Regions from separate parts of the Mus musculus genome. Here all the other regions are linked to region 4. A link is a contact called in public HiChIP or PLAC-seq and promoter capture Hi-C data. All regions are on one chromosome and are shown on one strand. Each heading gives the region's core, a stretch centred on a gene start, on an enhancer-like site or on the middle of the called end of the contact. The rest is flanking DNA. Distances are from core to core; before and after follow the strand shown.

Region 1 (2,870 bases), core at 349-2,848, 760 kb after region 4:
GTGGCTGGCTCGGCAGGAACTGGGAGGTGCTTCCAAGAGTGTGGGACCCAGACCTGAGCTCTCTGGGGGATTGGGGGAGGAAGGTCTGGACCTTCTCTTATAGTGCTGGTGAGATGCCTCCATCTTTAAGAGGTTTGCTGCTCTGGCAGAGTACCCAAGTTCAGTTCCCAGCGCCCACATGTCACTTCACAGCTGCCTATAATTCTAGTTGCACGGAACCTGACAACTTCTTCTGGCTTTCACAGGCTCCTGCCCACATGTAGCACACATGCACGCACATGGGCATCTGTACATGCATGGTGCACATACGGACACACACAGGCATCTGCACACATAGACATAAATAAAAAAGGAAAGACAGATTAGTAAGATGAGAAGAAAACAGGGACTAGGGTTTGTTGACTTCCACTCCACTGGGTGGCCTTTTGCGAACTTTTGGACGTCTGTGGGTCCTCAGTTTCTCCTTTGTGAACTGAAGCCTTACTGATAGACTGTGCCACTATTAGGGTTCTTCCAAAAGAACGACCTCTGTCTCCTGAAGTGGGGGTGCTTAGGGCCCTTAGCTGCTAGAGCTTCGGGAGAGGATGCAGACCACCCAGGAGAGGGTCAGGGCCACCGGGACCCCCACAGGACTGGTTCCCACCTACCCTCCTCTGGGCTCGGAGAACCCTCCCCACCTGTCCCCAGGGGCCTCGCAAATCCGGGAGTGGATCCTCCTTGGAACGGATCCTCCAGTAGGAGTGCGGCGGGGCGAGGAGGAAAACCCGGGCAGGATCCGCGCGAGAACCGGACGGCGCAGCCTTCCCCCCCCCCCCCCCCCCGTCCCCGACCCCCGACTCCTGCTGGAGTCCTGGGTCCCGGGCGCTAGTGGCCTGCCCGCGTGGGTCAGACGCACCAGGAGGGCCGGGGTGGGGTCCGCCTGGGGCTGGCAGCCGGGGCGCGCTGCCTCCGCAGCGGGGCGCGGGTCACGTGTGAGGAGGGGCGAAAGTCTCCGAAGCGGGGCGCGTGCTGCGAGTTGGGAGTTCTCGGCGCGCCGCGGGCGGCGGGAGCTCAGGCTCCCGGGCGAGCCGGGGACGCGGCGGGGACCGGGTCCCAGACGGAGGGGGCGGCGGCGGGAGTGGGAGGGACGCAGACAGAGAAGGACACAGCCGGCCGAGGAGGCGGCGCGGGGCGAGGCTGAGCCCGGGCAGGGGCCGGAGCGCGGCGACCAGGTGCCACGGCCCCGCGGGAGGAGAGGCGGCACCGGGGCACAGCGGCGGGGACCTTGTGGCAGGCGCGAGGTGGCCACAGAGCCAGGAGACCCCAGAACTGAACAACGAGAGGGTCGTGGGGCTGTGGGTAACAGCGGGCAGTGGGGCGCCTTGGGCCCCTGGACCCCTCGACCCGAGCCCGGGCTCCACGATGCTGCCGCCCGGGCGGCGCCCAGCTCTTGACGCGGGGCAACGCTGAAAGTTACGCAGGGAGCGGCGCGGGACAGCGCGGAGACCCCGAGACCCACAGAGGCCGCCTGGGTCAGTGGCGACATCGCGGGCAGGCGGCGCCCGCGTCCCAAGCCCGGCGCCCCGGACTCCGCCCGCCGGACTGCGCCGGGGGATGTAGCGGACACTCGCCGCCCAGACCCTCCTCGGACCTTACGCCCCGGGGTAAGCTCGGGCTCGTCCATCGCGAGTACTCTTCGTCCGTCTGTCCGTCCCAATGTCTGTCTAGCTCAGAGAGTTGTTTGTCCTGCCGCTCTGGCCATACCCGTCCTGCACTTATCCATCAGACCCGATTCCTGAAGGGTCCCAGTGTGGACCTGTGACTTCCCCCAAGCTGGCGCGCTCCGTTTATTTGGCCATCAGAGCGTCTCCTGTGGGTTGTGGCTGGCAATAGAAGGGAGATGGATGACAGAGATTTGACCTCCTGCCCTGGCGACGGCCCTTCTCTGCCCCCGCCCACCTCCATGCCAGGAGCTGCGAGGCAGGTGACTTGCAGCAAGGTGGGAAGGGGGCGTCTCAGCTTCCCACCACCCACCTGCAGTCTCCGTGAATGGTTCGGAGTATGACAGAAATCTCCCTTCTGCTGTGTTAAGCACCTGCCTTGTGCCAGATAACCCCAGGGTAGGTGAGCCGGTAGTAGCTGAAGGAATGAGGTAACAGTAAATGGAGCATTTCGGGGATTAGAGTGGTGGAAACTAAGGCTGTAGAGAGAGGGGCAAAGATGCTTTTTCTTCTGCAAAGGGGAAACAGCAAAGAGTCATGCCGTGGGCTCTAAGCAAGGAGAACTTCACCACCACCTGCAGAATGCCCACTAACCAGGTCAGCCTACTACTGCCCCCCCCTCCCCCACAAACTATGCAAGGGGACTCAGACTTCAGGGCAGGGAGCTGTAGACCAGCTTGGCAGGCAGCAGTGCCCTCTAGGCACCACACAGGGTGGCTGGGCTGCCCTAACAGGGAGGGCCTCAAGAGGGGGAGAGCTCCAAGTAGTAGGCTGAAGGACCTAGGGACCAGACGAGGTGTCTAGCCCTGGACAGAGAAGGGCTGGATCCAGGGATCCAATATTCACTCCACCCCCACTCCCATCCATCCCTGCACCTTGCAGGACTGCTAGGAGTCCAGAGCCATGTGTAGCCTTGACTTGGCTTCTGAGGGGAGCAAGTGGAGAAACAGGACAGTTAGGGCAAGTGGAGCGGGAGGACTGAGCCTGGAACATTCTGCTCTGCCCTCCTATGGAAGAAGGGTCTCTTTCTGAAGTTTTCCATACTGGGCATCAAGGCTCGTATATCCCTTGGTCCAGGCTTCAGAAATGAGACCAGCTAGTTGAGACACTGGGCAAGTTATGCTCCTTGAGCCTCTGCCAGCACATCTGTGGAATGGGGACACCAGACCT
Region 2 (2,700 bases), core at 112-2,611, 780 kb before region 4:
CTCCTGCCTTAGTCTTCTGAGTAGCTGCCCCTAATTCCTGTCATTAAATGCCTGCTATAATAAAATACAAATAACATTTTTTCTTTTTTGAGACAGACTTTTACTTTGTAGCAACCCCAGGCTGATGTGAAAATTTTAACTGTCCTTTGCCTCAGCCTCCAAAGGCTGGGAGAATATAGGTATGAGCCACCATGCTTGGCTTAATAAGACTTTTTTTTTTTTAATTAAATTTATAGGAGTTTGTAAATTAGCAGGGGGGATATTCAGAGGTAACCACGCACAGCACCCAACATCACTGTTCAGGTAAAGTAGCTTAGGTGACCCAACGTAATTCTGAATATAGTGGAGAATATAGAGAAGAAGAGAAAAAGAAAAAGAGAGTGGACATTTTCAAGCAAAAATGAAATTTTAAAGGTGAGGGAAAGTCCATGGTACTTAAGGAAGAGTAAAATTTAACATTCTCGTTGGGGTGTCTCACCCTAGGGAATCGTGCCTGGAAGTCCCCATTGCAGCCTGATGTGACATAAGAGCAGAAGGAGGCAAGCAAGCTTGCTAACAGGACAGGGAAAGGAACTTGGAACATAAATCATAATTTTGAGAGAAAGAGAAGTTCTGCTTGTTCCTGTGACCTTGAAGCGTAGGCAAGAGCCCAGCCAGCGTCCTCCCATCCTTGGGTGCCTCTAAAAATCGCTGCGTAGAAAAGGCCCGTGTTAGTACACCACTGTTCCTAGTATTTGTAGGTTACCCTCAGATATGACTTTCAGGGCCCTGCAGTTGAAACCTGTTAGACAGAAGGGGACTTGCTGTGGGCTCTGGGATCCTCCTAACCCTCCCTAGACATTTTCTTAGCATCGTAACCACAGCTATGCTAGTTGATCCTTTGAGTAGTGTATAGTTGTAAAGATGGTTGATGTTTAATTTGATAAAGATCCCTGTTGTTTCATTGAGCAGTGTTGCCAAACAGAGCTAGGAGCGACACCTGTCTCCACTAGCCCGATGTACACTAAGTCGTAGCTCTTGGGTGTCTCCTCTCAGCAGAGAAAGCCCTGTGTGAAAACAGAAGCATGTGGACGGCAAGATACCTTGTAGTCTAGAGGAATGTGGTGTGTGTGAAAGTAGCCATACTTTTTAGATTGTGGTCTCTGTGCAGAGTGCATTTGTTCAACATGCTATGTGCAAACACTTAGAACTTATACAGCTCTTTGTGCTGGGCGCTGGCCCCATTAGACTTTCTTTGAGCTTAGAACTGGTTGGTGTTTCTCAGTCCCAGGAGGAAGGCTGAGTTCTGTAAGGTTTAAGCAAGAGGCAAGACTGGTAGTTTGTGGATTGTTATCACCCTGCAAGACTCTTCGCAACTTCCTCTTGCCGCCCACAGCAGAATGCGGAAACCCTGCTGTGTCAGGCCACTTCTGCAGTTACCCACAGTTGCAGTTTGGGATCCTCCTTTCATACCATAGGCTACCTTTTAGACTTTGCTGCATTTGAGAATGTGTCTGCTGAGGTGGAATGGCTGACTAACCTGCATCTGTCTTCTCTTCTTGCCACCATGCAGTGCTGCAGTTGAAGCTCCAGCAGCGGCGGACCCGGGAGGAACTGGTGAGCCAAGGGATCATGCCGCGTAAGTGTCTCTCGGTGTTTGTACACTTGCTCCTTGGGTTGGCTTGGCTCCTCGGTGGCATAGGAGCACCCTACAGAGCAGGGGTCAGGGGTCTCGTTCCAGTCTTACCCGCCTCTTACTTTTCCATCAGGAGTCCTTGATGGATGGAACAGGTTGTCAATTGCCCAGATTCATCATGTTCAGTGAAACAAGCAGTGCTAGGCTTCCAGCAGGTCGGCAGATAGCCCCGTGCCTTTGAATTGCCTCTTTCCTGGGTTCCCAGCATCCCTTCATGGGAGGAGCAGGGGCTGCTCTGTTCACATCCACTTCACCTCTGTGCTCAGCTGTTAGGAAGAAACCTCTCCTCTCCCCTTGCAGACAGGTACCGTCAGTGAACTACAGTTTATTTTAGAGCTGTGAGGCACCCATGGCGGATACGCGTGTGTGTATGCCTGGATGGAGCTGTTGGTGAGCTGTTCTGACACTGGGCCAGTGTCTGCATCCCTGGGGTAGAAGTGAAACCACGCCTTAGACTCTGTTAGAGACAAGAAAGCCTGTTTTGAATACTAAGAGCACCGTAGACAGTGAAGGCTAGAACCAGGGTCTTGCTCTTCTGACATGTCTTCATGAGTTCTCAGCAGATCATACAAGCTTCCGTCCCCTGGTGGTATGTCGTCACCACTCGGCTCCACCCTGAGGAGGAAGACAGCGAGAGAGCGCACACACACACACACACACACACACCCCAGCAGCATCTGCTGTCATGATGTTTCATGGTCTCCCCCACATGTTACTGCCCACTGTCCCGTTGCCCCGCTGCCATCCATGTTGTTGGCCACTCACTCAGAGGAATCATGTGTGCAGCTACAGTGAATCTGCCCCTGCAAGAGTGGAGGGAGGAAGTGGAGACAAAGGAAGAAGATAATATTACACCTCTTAGTAAGTGTGATGTAGTAAATTAATGGTGGTGGATGTGTTTACAGTTAACAGGAAAAAGTTGGAGACACAGCCGGGCGTGGTGGCGCACGCCTTTAATCCCAGCACTCGGGAGGCAGAGGCAGGTGGATCTCTGAGTTCGAGGCTAGCCTGGTCTACAAAGTGAG
Region 3 (2,700 bases), core at 92-2,591, 950 kb before region 4:
TGGTAGACGCTCGGCAGGCTCAAGTCGAGGGGTGTGAAAGAAAAGAGTGTGGGACCACACTGTCTATATCCCAGATTTCAGTGATAAAGACATTCAAGGAAGTGAGTTTGCTAGAAGGAAGGTTGGGGCCAAGCATGGCGGCGTGTACCTCAGCACTGCAGAGGTGAAGGCGGAGGGCCAAGAGTTCAAGTGAGCTGGGCAGGCCTTTAATCCCAGCATTAGGGAGGCAGAGGCAGGCAGATTTCTGAGTTCGAGGCCAGCCTGGTCTACAAAGTGAGTTCCAGGACAGCCAGAGCTATAGAGAGAAACCCTGTCTCGAAAAACCAAAAAAAAAAAAAAGAGTTCAAGCGAGGTAGGGAGACGGCTCAATGATGCAATGTTTGAGGAGCAACCATGAGGACCGACATCCAGGTCCCCAGCACCCCCATAAAGCAGGGCAGCTGTGCAGCTCTCCCTCAGCACACGGGAGGGGTGGATGGGAATTTCTGAGGCAAAATGGCTAATGAGAATCACAGCAAGAGAATAAAGCAGAGAGGGGTTGAGGAAGACACCCAGTATCAACTGCAGGCCTCCACAGGCATGGACACATACATAGGGACATATACCACTCACCGTACACATGTGCACACACTATATATATACCACATATATACATAACTACCTCACACCCAAATACACACTACATACATCAATACACATACCATATGTACATACCACATACCTACATAGCACATACACATAGCTCATACACACACCACACACATATACCACATACATAACACATTAACACTGCCTATACAACACATATTACAAACACATGCACACCCCTCATACACACACCACACACATACACACACACCAAATACATAACAAACACATGTGCTCACATATAAACACACTACATACACCACAAATACACATACCATATACCCTATACCACACACACACCACACATATACACCACATACATACGTACATACCACACACAAACACCACATACATACACATACCACACACACACACACACTAAACCATACATATACACATACACCACTCAGACACTACATAACACACCACAAATACACACCACATGTGCTCATAAGCACAGGCAGACACACACAGACACACTCAGGGTTCAAGGCCACACATTAAGGTTAGCATTATCCACATTACCTGGGAGAAAGGACTCTAAGCCTACCTGTGGGGACTTATCTTGATTATGCTAATAATGTGGGATGATGCATGTTAATTGTAGGTGGGATGGTCCTCTAGGCTGGGGATCCTCCACTCTATAAAATATAGCAAGGTAGCTAAGTGGCAGGAAGCCGGTTTCCTTCTCGTCTACATTGTAATGCCTCGAGCTTGTAAGTCAGAATAAAGCCTTTCTCCCTTACATTGCCTTTGTCAGGAACACACAACACAGAACACAGCAACAGGAACATAGCTAAGACACCGTCTCTTGCCATATAGGGAGTCCGAGCCCGGCCTGGGCTACCTGAGATCCTGTCTCCAAAATAGCAGAACTGAAAGCAAGCAAACCAAACCACGGGTAAGAGCTTCCTCTGGGGAGGCAGGAAGGCTGCTGGGAGATTGGCTGAGTTCCATCTCTTGACCTGGAAACTTTCAAGGTAATTACAAGGGGATTTGCTTCTTGAGAACTCATTATGTGTGACATTTGTTTCATGTGGTTTTTACTCTTATTAAAATAAAAAATGGTTTTCTGAACGAGTGAAAAACAGCACATGTGCTCAGCTTACTCACTTACGGGCTTGGTGTGTTCCCGTTGTCCACAGATTGAGCGCTGGTGAGGCTGGGTCTGACCTACTTTACCATCACCGAGGGACCCTGTGGGAAAAGGGAAGAGAAAGGGAAAGGCAAGGGAGTGGAGACCAGGGAATGGAGATGATCAAGATACATTGTTCCATGTATGGAAATTTCAAAAGATAAATCTGGGGGGTGGGGAGGGGGCGGGGGACAAGGAGGAGGCGGGTTCCAAAACAGGAAGGAGTAGACTAGAGAAGCTTGAATGCCAGCAGGAGGCTTGTCTGTGCCAGGAACCATCATCCTGAGGATCAGAGACATGAAAGGTGTTCTGCTCTGCAAACTGGTGCTAAGAGCCAGGAAGAGCACTAAGGATATTGTCTAGAGTGCCACAGGCCAACACACAGCATCCCAGAATCCCAGCATCCCAGCTGTCCTTCACCTTGCTGGACCCCTGGATTTCATCTTCTTCTTTCTCTGTATTTTCCCTGGTCTTTATGTTTGTAATCTCTCTGTGCCTTCTATTTAATGCACTATTTAATGGCACTCATAAACTCAGGGAACAATAGTAAGAAAGTCTCTCCAAATGAAGTTTAAAATAATGGCCTTCTTCTCACTTAAAGTGATTCTTACATAGCATATGTATACTGTTGAACTCTAATATACTTCAGTAGGAAATCTCACAAGCCAGATATGGTGGCGCATGCTTGTATTCCTAGGACCTGGGAGACTGAAAAAGGATTGTCATAAGCCAGAAGCCAGGTGGGTCTACACATCAAAGTCCAGGCAAGCCAGAGATCCTTGGTGACACCCTATCTCAAAACGCCAGAACCGGGGCTGGAGAGATGGTTCAGCGGTTAAGAGCACTGGCTGCACTTCCAGAGGTCCTGAGTTCAGTTCCCAGCAACCACATGGTGGCTCACAACCATCTGTAATGAG
Region 4 (2,711 bases), core at 63-2,562:
TGGTGGTGGCACACGCTTTTAATCCCAGCACTTGGGAGGCAGAGGCAGGCTGATTTCTGAGTTCAAAGCCAGCCTGGTCTACAGAGTGAGTTCCAGGACAGTCAGGGCTGCACAGAGAAACCCTGTCTTGAGAGGGGGGGGGGGGAACTCATGTAACCAGAGAACATTTATGTGTAATATTTATCGATAGAATATTTACATCTATGTGTAATATTGATTGTAATATTTATTGATCTATCAGACTAAAAACTGACCTTTTTTTTTTCAATACTAGGGATTAAATCCAAGCATTCTACCGCCAAGCTATTAATACATCCTAGCTCTTCTTATTAATCTGTAACCCAGACTGGTCTAGAATTTGGAGTGTAGCTATGTGATATAAACTGACCTGAAACTTGCCACTCTCCTGCCTCGGCTTCCCAGGTGCTGGTATTCTAAGTGTTCTGGTATCACTGTGCCCAGCAGTATTTACTGTTTCGCCTGACAACCAACTCATTGCTTAATAACATAAACAGTATTTTGCAGCAAATAGCTGTATTTTTCAAAACAAAGCACTTTATTTTGCATGTTTGCAAATCTATTTCTTTGTTGGGGTTTTTTTTTTTTTTTGGTCTTTTGTTTGGTTTTTTCCTTTTGTTAGTTTTGGTTTGGTTTGTTTGTTTGTTTGTTTGTTTGTTTGTTTGAGACAGAGTCTTGCTATGTAGCCCAAGTTAGCCTGGAACTCAGAGCAACAATCTCTGTTCAATCTCCCAAGTATTGGGACTACAAAGTACGACACCTAACCTCCTTGGCTTTACTGATTCTCACACAGATTCTCACAGTGCACGGGACCGGTGTAATGCTTTGAAGGTCATGAAAACTGTCTAAGCCCGGCAAAGTGGCTTAGGTCTGTAAATCCGGCCCTTGGGCGGCAGAGAGAGAAGGATCAGGAGTTCAAAGTCATCCTCAGCTACAATCGAGTTCAAGGACAGCCTAGGCTAGATGTATCCTTGTCTAAAAAGAAAGTAGAAAGAATCACTTCTTTTGCAGGAACTCAGTCTATTCCACACTTGGCCCCTGGACAGAATTGACCAGTAAGGCTAGAAGTCGAGTCTGCCCGCCCACACAGCCTGGATCACCAGAGACCTGTTGCTTAGAAATTGAACAACTGTGGCTTCTGCGCTTTGGACACGCCCCTAGCTCCCCGCTCCTCCGGGGCTATAGGAAAGCCATTGAGCCTGCGTTCTAAGGCAGCACTTCCGCTCGCTGCGGAACCCTGAGCTCCTGCTCCAGTTTCTGCCGAGGAGCGAACACCGCCAGGGCGGAAGTAGCTCGCCGCGTGTGGGCGGGGCTCGGAAACATGTCGGCGGCGTTAGTGCGGCGCGGTTTGGAGCTTCTGGCGGCGTCCGAGGGTGAGGAGAGCAGGTCCTGCGACAGTCGCGCTGTGTAGGAGAGCCAGCCGGGCGGGTGGGGAGGGAGAGCGCGCCCTTCAACTCGGTCCTTCGCTGCCTTTCCCCGTAGCTCCCCGTGCGGTCCCGGGCCAGGTCCAGGCTAGCGGGACTCCGGCGAAGCGGACCCGGAGGGCGCGGGCCAAGGCCTCCCAGGCTCTGAAACTGCGGAACTCAGCGAAGGGAAAGGCGCCTAAGTCCGCTCTAGGTGAGTTGAGAAAGACTGTGAGCGCTTCTTAGAATTGGGGGCAGCGCCTTCGAGTCGGGAGTTCCAAACGTTCCCCGAGACTCCACAAGGAAAAGGCAAAATGAATGTTCAAATCGTGGGGGACAGGTTTCGAACCCAAGCAATCTAATTCCCAGGTCTGCCGCTGTCTGCTATGTGGCAGTTAACAGGATGAGAGAAAGAGGGAAAAGCCTGGGAGTGGTGACACACATCTGTCATCCCTGCACTTGAGAGGTGGAGGCAGGAGAATCAGAAGTTCTGTGTCTTTCCGTGGTGAGTTCAGGGCAAGACCTAATCGTGAAGGCAGATGAAACGCAAGACCCAGGCGCTTGTGAGCTCTAGCCGTGGTGGGGAGAGAAACATCAGAGAGTCTCTCTTAATTATTTATTTATTTATTTATTTGGCTTTTTGATACAGAGTTTCTCAGTATAGCCCTGGCTGTCCTGGAACTTACTCTGTAGACCAGGCTGGCCTCGAACTCAGAAATCTACCTGCCTCTGCCTCCCAAGTGCTAGGATTAAAGGCGTGCGCCACACGCTTACTCTGTAGACCAGCCATCAGAGAGTCTCAAAACTAACAAGCAGGGTTTTGCCAAGTGAGTGAGGCTTGTGAGGTGAAAGGCTCTGCAGTGCTCCGAGGAAGAATCAAACTAACAAGCCAAGGTGGAAGCAACGTTAAGGCATCTGAGAAGGTTTTAGCCAGAAAGGCTTGAGAATTTGGAAGAAGGCTAACGGGTAAGATGAGCAAGAGGCAAGATGGAGGACCCATCAGGGATAGAGGGCTGGCTCACTGGTTAAGAGCACTTGCTGCTTGCTCTTCCAGAGGACCTGGAGCCCCCCAGAAGCCCACAAAGCTGCTCACAGCCCACTGTAACTCCAGGTCTGGGGATTAGATACCCTCTTCTGATTCCACAGACGCTCACTTGGGGTGCACATACATACACTAAGGCACGCAACACACACACATTTATGAAATGAAGCACTCAGTCAACAGTTTACCCTTCTAAACTAACTAACTCGTTTGACCCTCACGGCAGCCCTGTGAGATGAGCAGATCTC
Region 5 (2,700 bases), core at 100-2,599, 760 kb before region 4:
ATCATCTGTGTCTGCAGCCAGGCCCAGCCAGCCCGAGAGAATAAGCTAGTGACTTGGCTAAGCCGCGCTTGTGGCAGCAGTGCATCCCATGAGACAGTGGGTGCGTGCTTTTTGGGTTTTGTTCTTATTTATTAGTATGTTGGCAGGGTCTCTCTACATAACCTTGACTATCCTGGAACTCATTGTAGACCAAGCTGCCCTAGAACTCGTAGAGACCCTCCTGCCTCTGCCTCCCGAGTGCTGGGATAAAAGGTGTGCATCACCGCACTCAGCCTGATTCTTTCAAAATAGAGTTGGCTGGGCAGTGGTGGCGCACACCTTTAATTGCAGCACTTGGGAGGCAAAGCCAAGTAGATCTCTGAGTTCAAGGCCAGCCTGGACTACAGAGCTATTCCCAGTGTGGCCATGGCTAAACAGAGAAACCCTGTTTGGAAAAATTAATTAATAAGGGAGAGAAAGGGAGAGGGAGTTTGTGTGTGTAGATGCGTGTACATGCATGTAGATGCCTCAGAAGCTAGTAGCAGGGACATTGGGTCCCCTGAAGCTGGGGTGATCGACTATCACGAGCTGCCTGAAGTAACTGCTGAGCCATCTCTCTAGCCCCAGTGATGGGAGTCTTTGTTCCAGGAGGTGGGCAGAGTCTCAGTCTCCAAAAAAGTAGTCATAAGCTGAATTGTCCCAAGAGTTGTTAGGACCCTGTAATGGGACTCAGATCCTTCAACACAGGAACTTTTCCAGGTTTCTAACTCTGAATCTGAACTCTAGGACCTGACAGTTAACCTGAGGTTTCAAGCTATAGTACAGAGCCCTCTTGCTGACCACATAGAACCCTCTTACAGACACCCGATAGCAGCTTACTGAATGAGTGACTATAGGGCGGCTCTGTTGTGTGAGAGAGAGATGTGGCATACTCCTGTGTTGTGAGAGAGAGAGAGATGTGGCATGCTCTTGTGTTGTGTGAGAGAGAGATGTGGCATGCTCCTGTGTTGTGAGAAGGAGAGAGATGTGGCATGCTCCTGTGTTGTGTGAGAGAGAGAGATGTGGCATGCTCCTGTGTTATGTGAGAGAGAGAGATGTGGCATGCTCCTGTGTTGTGAGAGAGAGAGATGTGGCATGCTCCTGTGTTGTGTGAGAGAGAGAGAGAGAGAGATGTGGCATGCTCCTGTGTTGTGTGAGAGAGATGGGGCATGCTCCTGTGGGCTTGTTGTCCCAGCGTTGTGGGAGGGAGTGGTGCTAGCCTGTCACTCTCAGACCACACTCCTGCTTCCAGGCCCTGAAAGCCAACTTTGGTCCAGTGCATTCTTGCACAGTGGAACCAGGAATGAGGGCGGGCTTCCTTCCCTTGGGGCAGCCTGGGCGGTTCCCTGAATGGGTTCTCTAGCTGTGCAGGTTGAGGAGAGAACCTGTACTGGTTTGTCTTGAGGGTGTCTGCTGAGTCTAGAGCTCCCCCTGCTGTCAGAAAATGGAAGGGCTCACATGGCCTTACCGTTTTCTCTCCTATTATTACTATTTTTAACATTGTCTTTAATCTAAACAAAACTGCTGCCAGGATGGTGAAGCTCCTCTGAGCATGCTCCCAGGAGGCCCACCCCTGGGAATGGAGGGGCGGAAGCACAGAGGCCAGGCAGGATAGGTCCTATCTGTGTCTTGCTACTTTTAGTGGCTCCCACCACAGGCCTGGAAGGTTATCTTTGCACACAGTCTCACACTGTCTGCAGCCTTGGGCAGCAGAACTGAAACCGACCACAGCCTCACATGCTTCTCACCTACTGCCATTGCTCCCTAGCGAAGGGAGCCACACGCCCCCTGTCCTCCCCGGCGTCTTAAGTTGTCATGTGTCGCCTTACAAGAGACTTGGAGTGCTCATGCTGCATTTGCAGAGGAGCTGTGGCCGGGCTTACCATTAGTGACAGAAGCTCAGCAGACCCCAGAATGGGACCCAGCTTTCACGAGGGTCAGCCAACAATGACTGAAATTTTCATAGTTCTCAAAGATAAACCTGAGAGTCATTCTAACCAAGCCGTTAGTCCCGGCTGAGCAAAGATGCTGCCCTGTGAGGGGTCGGGCCTCTGCTTTCACCTCCCTATGTGGCCACTGCAATTTCTAATAAGACAGAAAAAGTGTGGTGGGTGCAGCTCACAGATCTGCCCAAGCCAGGCAGTCATGGAGCTAACTGGTGGGATGGAGAATGGTGTAGCACTGAGCCAAAGGTCAAGAGGTCCTGCTGTCCCCAGGGGTCTCAGAGTGACCAGCCATAAAGACACATGCTTGTTGGGTGCCAGGTGGCATTTCTCGCCTGCAGTGGTAGTGCTGTACATGGAGTGTCACTAGGAGGTGGGTTCTGCTGCTGTTTGGGGTTTTGGTTCTGGGACTGAGCCCAGGGGCTTGCCTGTGCCATGCAGGCACTCCAGCACAGAGCTAGCCTCAGTCTCTAAATGTAATTCTTTTATGGTTCTTTTCTCAACAGCTTTGAAAAGCCCCGCTGCATTTCATGAGCAGAGAAGAAGCCTGGAGCGGGCCAGGGTAAGGCTCCCTCCTCACCCCCACCCCCCACCCCCGACCTGCAGAGTACACCGTCAGCACCAGCCAACTGCGTTTCCTTCCAGTCTAGCACAGCTTTGGGGTCAGCCCTCACCTTGTAGCTCTACTCTAGGTTTCTACTATAAAACCTTGGCCTTTCCTGTTTCTCCCCTCCCCCCC
Region 6 (2,700 bases), core at 77-2,576, 740 kb before region 4:
AGTTTCCAGCACCAACCCCGCAGCTCTCGGCAGGTTGTACCTCTAGCTCTGGAGCTAATGCCCTCTTCCAGCCTCTGAGGGCACTGCACATATGTGATGCAGAGACAGACATACACACAAAATAAATTTAAAAGATGTTTGAACATACATTTCTCAAATAAGAGAGGGAAATGGCCAATAGCGGGTGAAAGTGACTGGGTTATCATCAACCACAAAGGAGATCTAAACTGTGAAGGCATGCTACTCCACAGCCATGAGGGCTCACACAAACAAACACCAGAGTGCTCTCCTCGCTCGCACACATCAAACTCTTCAGTCTGCGTCCCCAACACTGCATGTGACTAAATGTGGCAGTGTACACCTGTAATCCCAGCACGAGGATGAAGACAAATCCTAGGCCACATGAGACCTTGTCTCAGAAAACATTTTTTAAAAAGGAGGGGCTGGAGCGATGGCTCAGCAGCTACGAGCCTCTTTCAGAGGACCTGAATTAAATGCACTCCTATCAGGCAGTTCACAACTGCCAGTAACTGCAGCTCCAGGCGATCCAATCACTTCTTCTGGACCCAAAGGCATTTACATGTACACAGACATACAAAGACACATATACATAATTTTGATTTTTTTCTTTAAAAAAATGTTAGCAAGAATATGGAGAAATCAGCTGGGAGTGGTGGCACATGCCTTTAATCCCAGCACTCAGAAGGCAGGGGCAGGTGGATTTCTGAGTTTGAGGCCAGCCTGGTCTACAGAGTGAGTTCCAGCCAGGGCTACACAGAGAAATCCTGTCTCAAAAAAAAACAAAAAAAAACAAAAAGGGGCTGGTGAGATGGCTCAGTAGGTAAGAGCACCCGACTGCTCTTCCGAAGGTCCGAAGTTCAAATCCCAGCAACCACATGGTGGCTCACAACCACCCGTAATGAGATCTGATGCCCTCTTCTGGTGCGTCTGAAGACAGCTACAGTGTACTTACATATAATAAATAAATAAAAAAAAAAAAAAAAAAAAAAAAAAAAAAAACAAAACAAAAAAAAAAAAGGAGAAATCAACTAGGCAGGGTAGTACATGCCTTTAATCCCAACAGAGGCAGGTGGATCTTTATGAGTTCCAGGCCAGCCATGGCTACATAATAAGACCCTGTCAGAAAAAGAAAAAGGAAGAGGGAAAGGAGGAGATAAAATATGGAGCAAAAACATGGAGGAAAAGAGGTTGTTTAAAGAGGAGGAACCGACATCTGCTGGAGGGCAGAAGGGGCTGGAAGAGAGTTCTCAACAGCAGTTCCCCTCTCACCAGCCTCCTACTCACTGTCACTCAGCAAACAATGACTGAGCACAGAGCCAGGCAGCACAACCGTGGATAAGGTCAGGCTGTTGCAGTGTAGTAGAAAATTAGATAAGAGACAAAGTAAGATGGGACTAATTCTGTATCAAAAGAGCCTTTGAGAGCTGAGGTCTGAGCAAGGGCCAAAGCCAGGCTAGAGATCAAGGCCTGACTTCACTGAGGGAGGATCCAGATGCAGGGAGGGGCCAGTGAGCTCAGAGCCTAGGATGCAGTGGGGGGAAGAGTGGGAGGAAGCAACAGCAGATGCCAAGGGCACCTCACCCTGCTCACCCTGAAGACAGGCTTTTGACCTCTGTTCTCAGACAGCAAAGAAATCCACAGATTCTGAACAGCCATCAAGCAAAATCTGGTAGGACTGAACAATATCTCCAGGTGCCCAGAAATCAATGGAGACTGAAAGGCCATGCCCAGGGTAGGAGATGTTGTGGGTGCAAGCACTGAGAATCGATCAGATGGTGTACACATTTTTACAGGCTGAGAGCCTCGATTGCTATTTCATTCATGTTGCACTTAAGGACACATATACTTAGGGTTGACCTTAAGTCTCCCAGATGTGACACTGCTGAGCTGGGCAGGCAGGTTTTTCAGCTTCTGGTTGCTATGGAAATTTCCCTGAAAGCACCCAGAACTGACAGACCTAGCCTAAACAGTTAGTCTCCACAAATACCTGGTCTATGGCTGCCCTCTTGTAGTCTTTTTAAAAGAAACCTTAGAAAACCTTAATTGATGCAGCCACTTCTGAGTTGCTCAGAAGAAATTGTAACAATTAAATGTACAAGCTTAAGAGAGCCAGTTCTGATGCTGTGTGTCCCTTCCTAGTTTACCAATCCCACATTTTCCCACAAATGTTGCCACTGTATGCAGGTGCAGAGGTACCGTTCACTTCCTGTGGTCTCCTGACATGGACTGAAGGGACATATATCCCTGACAAGGCAGCAGAGTTACTGCCACACAAGTGGCTTTCTCCAGACATCTTCCAGGAAGCATAAAGGCTGAACCAATATAGGCAAAAACATTGATTTTTGGTGGCACCTAAGAGCCTAAAGACCACTTTTTTTTTCTGTAAAGAGATGAGGTGACTCTGAAAGCTACAGATAACAGATAAACTGGTGAGAGTGGCTCAGGGCTGGGAAAGTCTGAGAAAGGCTAAAAGGAAGGAGGAAACTAGTATAGACACTAGAGATGCTTCTAAAACCTACATGGTGGCTCACAGCCATCTGCAACTGCAGTTCCAGGAGATCCAATGTCTTCAGCTGACCTCCTCGGGCACCAGGCATACATACACGCATGCAAAAACACTCATACACAAAAGTTTTGCTTTGAGACAGGGTTTCTCTGTATATTATGTCCTGGAATTCA

What was found. Promoter capture Hi-C pulls out the DNA fragments that hold promoters and counts their contacts. HiChIP or PLAC-seq counts read pairs in DNA pulled down with a chosen protein or histone mark.
Region 1: a contact with region 4 is called in an HNF4G HiChIP or PLAC-seq map of pancreatic cancer cells. The contact joins the promoter of Kcnj4 here to the promoter of Rps19bp1 in region 4. A contact is called at or near these places in 1 of 39 promoter capture datasets (liver) and 1 of 115 datasets of contacts at active chromatin or transcription factors (pancreatic cancer cells).
Region 2: a contact with region 4 is called in a promoter capture Hi-C map of pre-B cells, with 8 times the contacts expected there. The contact joins the enhancer-like site here to the promoter of Rps19bp1 in region 4. A contact is called at or near these places in 5 of 39 promoter capture datasets (the C10 cell line, the HPC-7 cell line, hippocampal neurons and 2 more), 1 of 15 datasets of contacts at CTCF or cohesin (large pre-B cells), 5 of 484 Hi-C or Micro-C datasets (B cells, CD4 T cells, nephron progenitors and 2 more), 8 of 115 datasets of contacts at active chromatin or transcription factors (the 230-238 cell line, T-cell acute lymphoblastic leukemia, acute myeloid leukemia and 5 more) and 3 of 9 other capture datasets (adipose tissue, embryonic stem cells and liver).
Region 3: a contact with region 4 is called in a promoter capture Hi-C map of pre-B cells, with 5 times the contacts expected there. The contact joins the enhancer-like site here to the promoter of Rps19bp1 in region 4. A contact is called at or near these places in 6 of 39 promoter capture datasets (the 3T3-L1 cell line, the C10 cell line, embryonic stem cells and 2 more), 5 of 484 Hi-C or Micro-C datasets (the G1E-ER4 cell line, cerebellum, cerebral cortex and 1 more) and 3 of 115 datasets of contacts at active chromatin or transcription factors (bone marrow-derived macrophages, embryonic stem cells and large pre-B cells).
Region 5: a promoter capture Hi-C map of hippocampal neurons shows a contact between it and region 4, with 4 times the contacts expected there. The contact joins the enhancer-like site here to the promoter of Rps19bp1 in region 4. A contact is called at or near these places in 6 of 39 promoter capture datasets (the 3T3-L1 cell line, the C10 cell line, embryonic stem cells and 2 more), 1 of 15 datasets of contacts at CTCF or cohesin (large pre-B cells) and 5 of 115 datasets of contacts at active chromatin or transcription factors (SST interneurons, T-cell acute lymphoblastic leukemia, cardiomyocytes and 2 more).
Region 6: an HNF4G HiChIP or PLAC-seq map of pancreatic cancer cells shows a contact between it and region 4. The contact joins the enhancer-like site here to the promoter of Rps19bp1 in region 4. A contact is called at or near these places in 4 of 39 promoter capture datasets (embryonic stem cells, hippocampal neurons and pre-B cells), 2 of 15 datasets of contacts at CTCF or cohesin (embryonic stem cells and large pre-B cells), 3 of 484 Hi-C or Micro-C datasets (bone marrow-derived macrophages, cortical neurons and embryonic fibroblasts), 9 of 115 datasets of contacts at active chromatin or transcription factors (SST interneurons, acute myeloid leukemia, embryonic forebrain and 5 more) and 2 of 9 other capture datasets (embryonic stem cells and pancreatic islet).

Annotation. Positions count from the first base shown.
Region 1 is chr15:79,503,969-79,506,838 of GRCm38.p6, reverse strand. Kcnj4 (potassium inwardly-rectifying channel, subfamily J, member 4) reads left to right here and starts at 1,598. Exons shown (of 2, transcript NM_008427.5): 1 at 1,598-1,643.
Region 2 is chr15:81,044,207-81,046,906 of GRCm38.p6, reverse strand. Mrtfa (myocardin related transcription factor A) reads left to right here. Exons shown (of 14, transcript NM_001082536.2): 3 at 1,553-1,618. Among named protein-coding and RNA genes, the nearest start is that of Sgsm3, 68 kb to the right of the region's middle. Within about 2 kb of position 1,361, at least 134 of the 459 cell types and tissues checked have an H3K27ac peak or open chromatin away from gene starts, as enhancers often do. A contact at or near this core is called in the 230-238 cell line, B cells, the HPC-7 cell line and 9 more, where this site is marked.
Region 3 is chr15:81,209,557-81,212,256 of GRCm38.p6, reverse strand. No RefSeq gene overlaps it. Among named protein-coding and RNA genes, the nearest start is that of Gm31608, 6.2 kb to the left of the region's middle. Within about 2 kb of position 1,341, at least 43 of the 459 cell types and tissues checked have an H3K27ac peak or open chromatin away from gene starts, as enhancers often do. A contact at or near this core is called in pre-B cells, where this site is marked.
Region 4 is chr15:80,262,907-80,265,617 of GRCm38.p6, reverse strand. It overlaps Rps19bp1 (ribosomal protein S19 binding protein 1), which reads left to right and starts at 1,312. Exons shown (of 4, transcript NM_175109.3): 1 at 1,312-1,391; 2 at 1,501-1,635. The coding sequence starts at 1,340.
Region 5 is chr15:81,026,485-81,029,184 of GRCm38.p6, reverse strand. Mrtfa (myocardin related transcription factor A) reads left to right here. Exons shown (of 14, transcript NM_001082536.2): 4 at 2,468-2,523. Among named protein-coding and RNA genes, the nearest start is that of Sgsm3, 50 kb to the right of the region's middle. Within about 2 kb of position 1,349, at least 125 of the 459 cell types and tissues checked have an H3K27ac peak or open chromatin away from gene starts, as enhancers often do. A contact at or near this core is called in SST interneurons and pro-B cells, where this site is marked.
Region 6 is chr15:80,999,332-81,002,031 of GRCm38.p6, reverse strand. All of the region lies in intron 1 of Sgsm3 (small G protein signaling modulator 3), which reads right to left. Among named protein-coding and RNA genes, the nearest start is that of Sgsm3, 23 kb to the right of the region's middle. Within about 2 kb of position 1,326, at least 57 of the 459 cell types and tissues checked have an H3K27ac peak or open chromatin away from gene starts, as enhancers often do. A contact at or near this core is called in bone marrow-derived macrophages, hippocampal neurons, pancreatic cancer cells and 1 more, where this site is marked.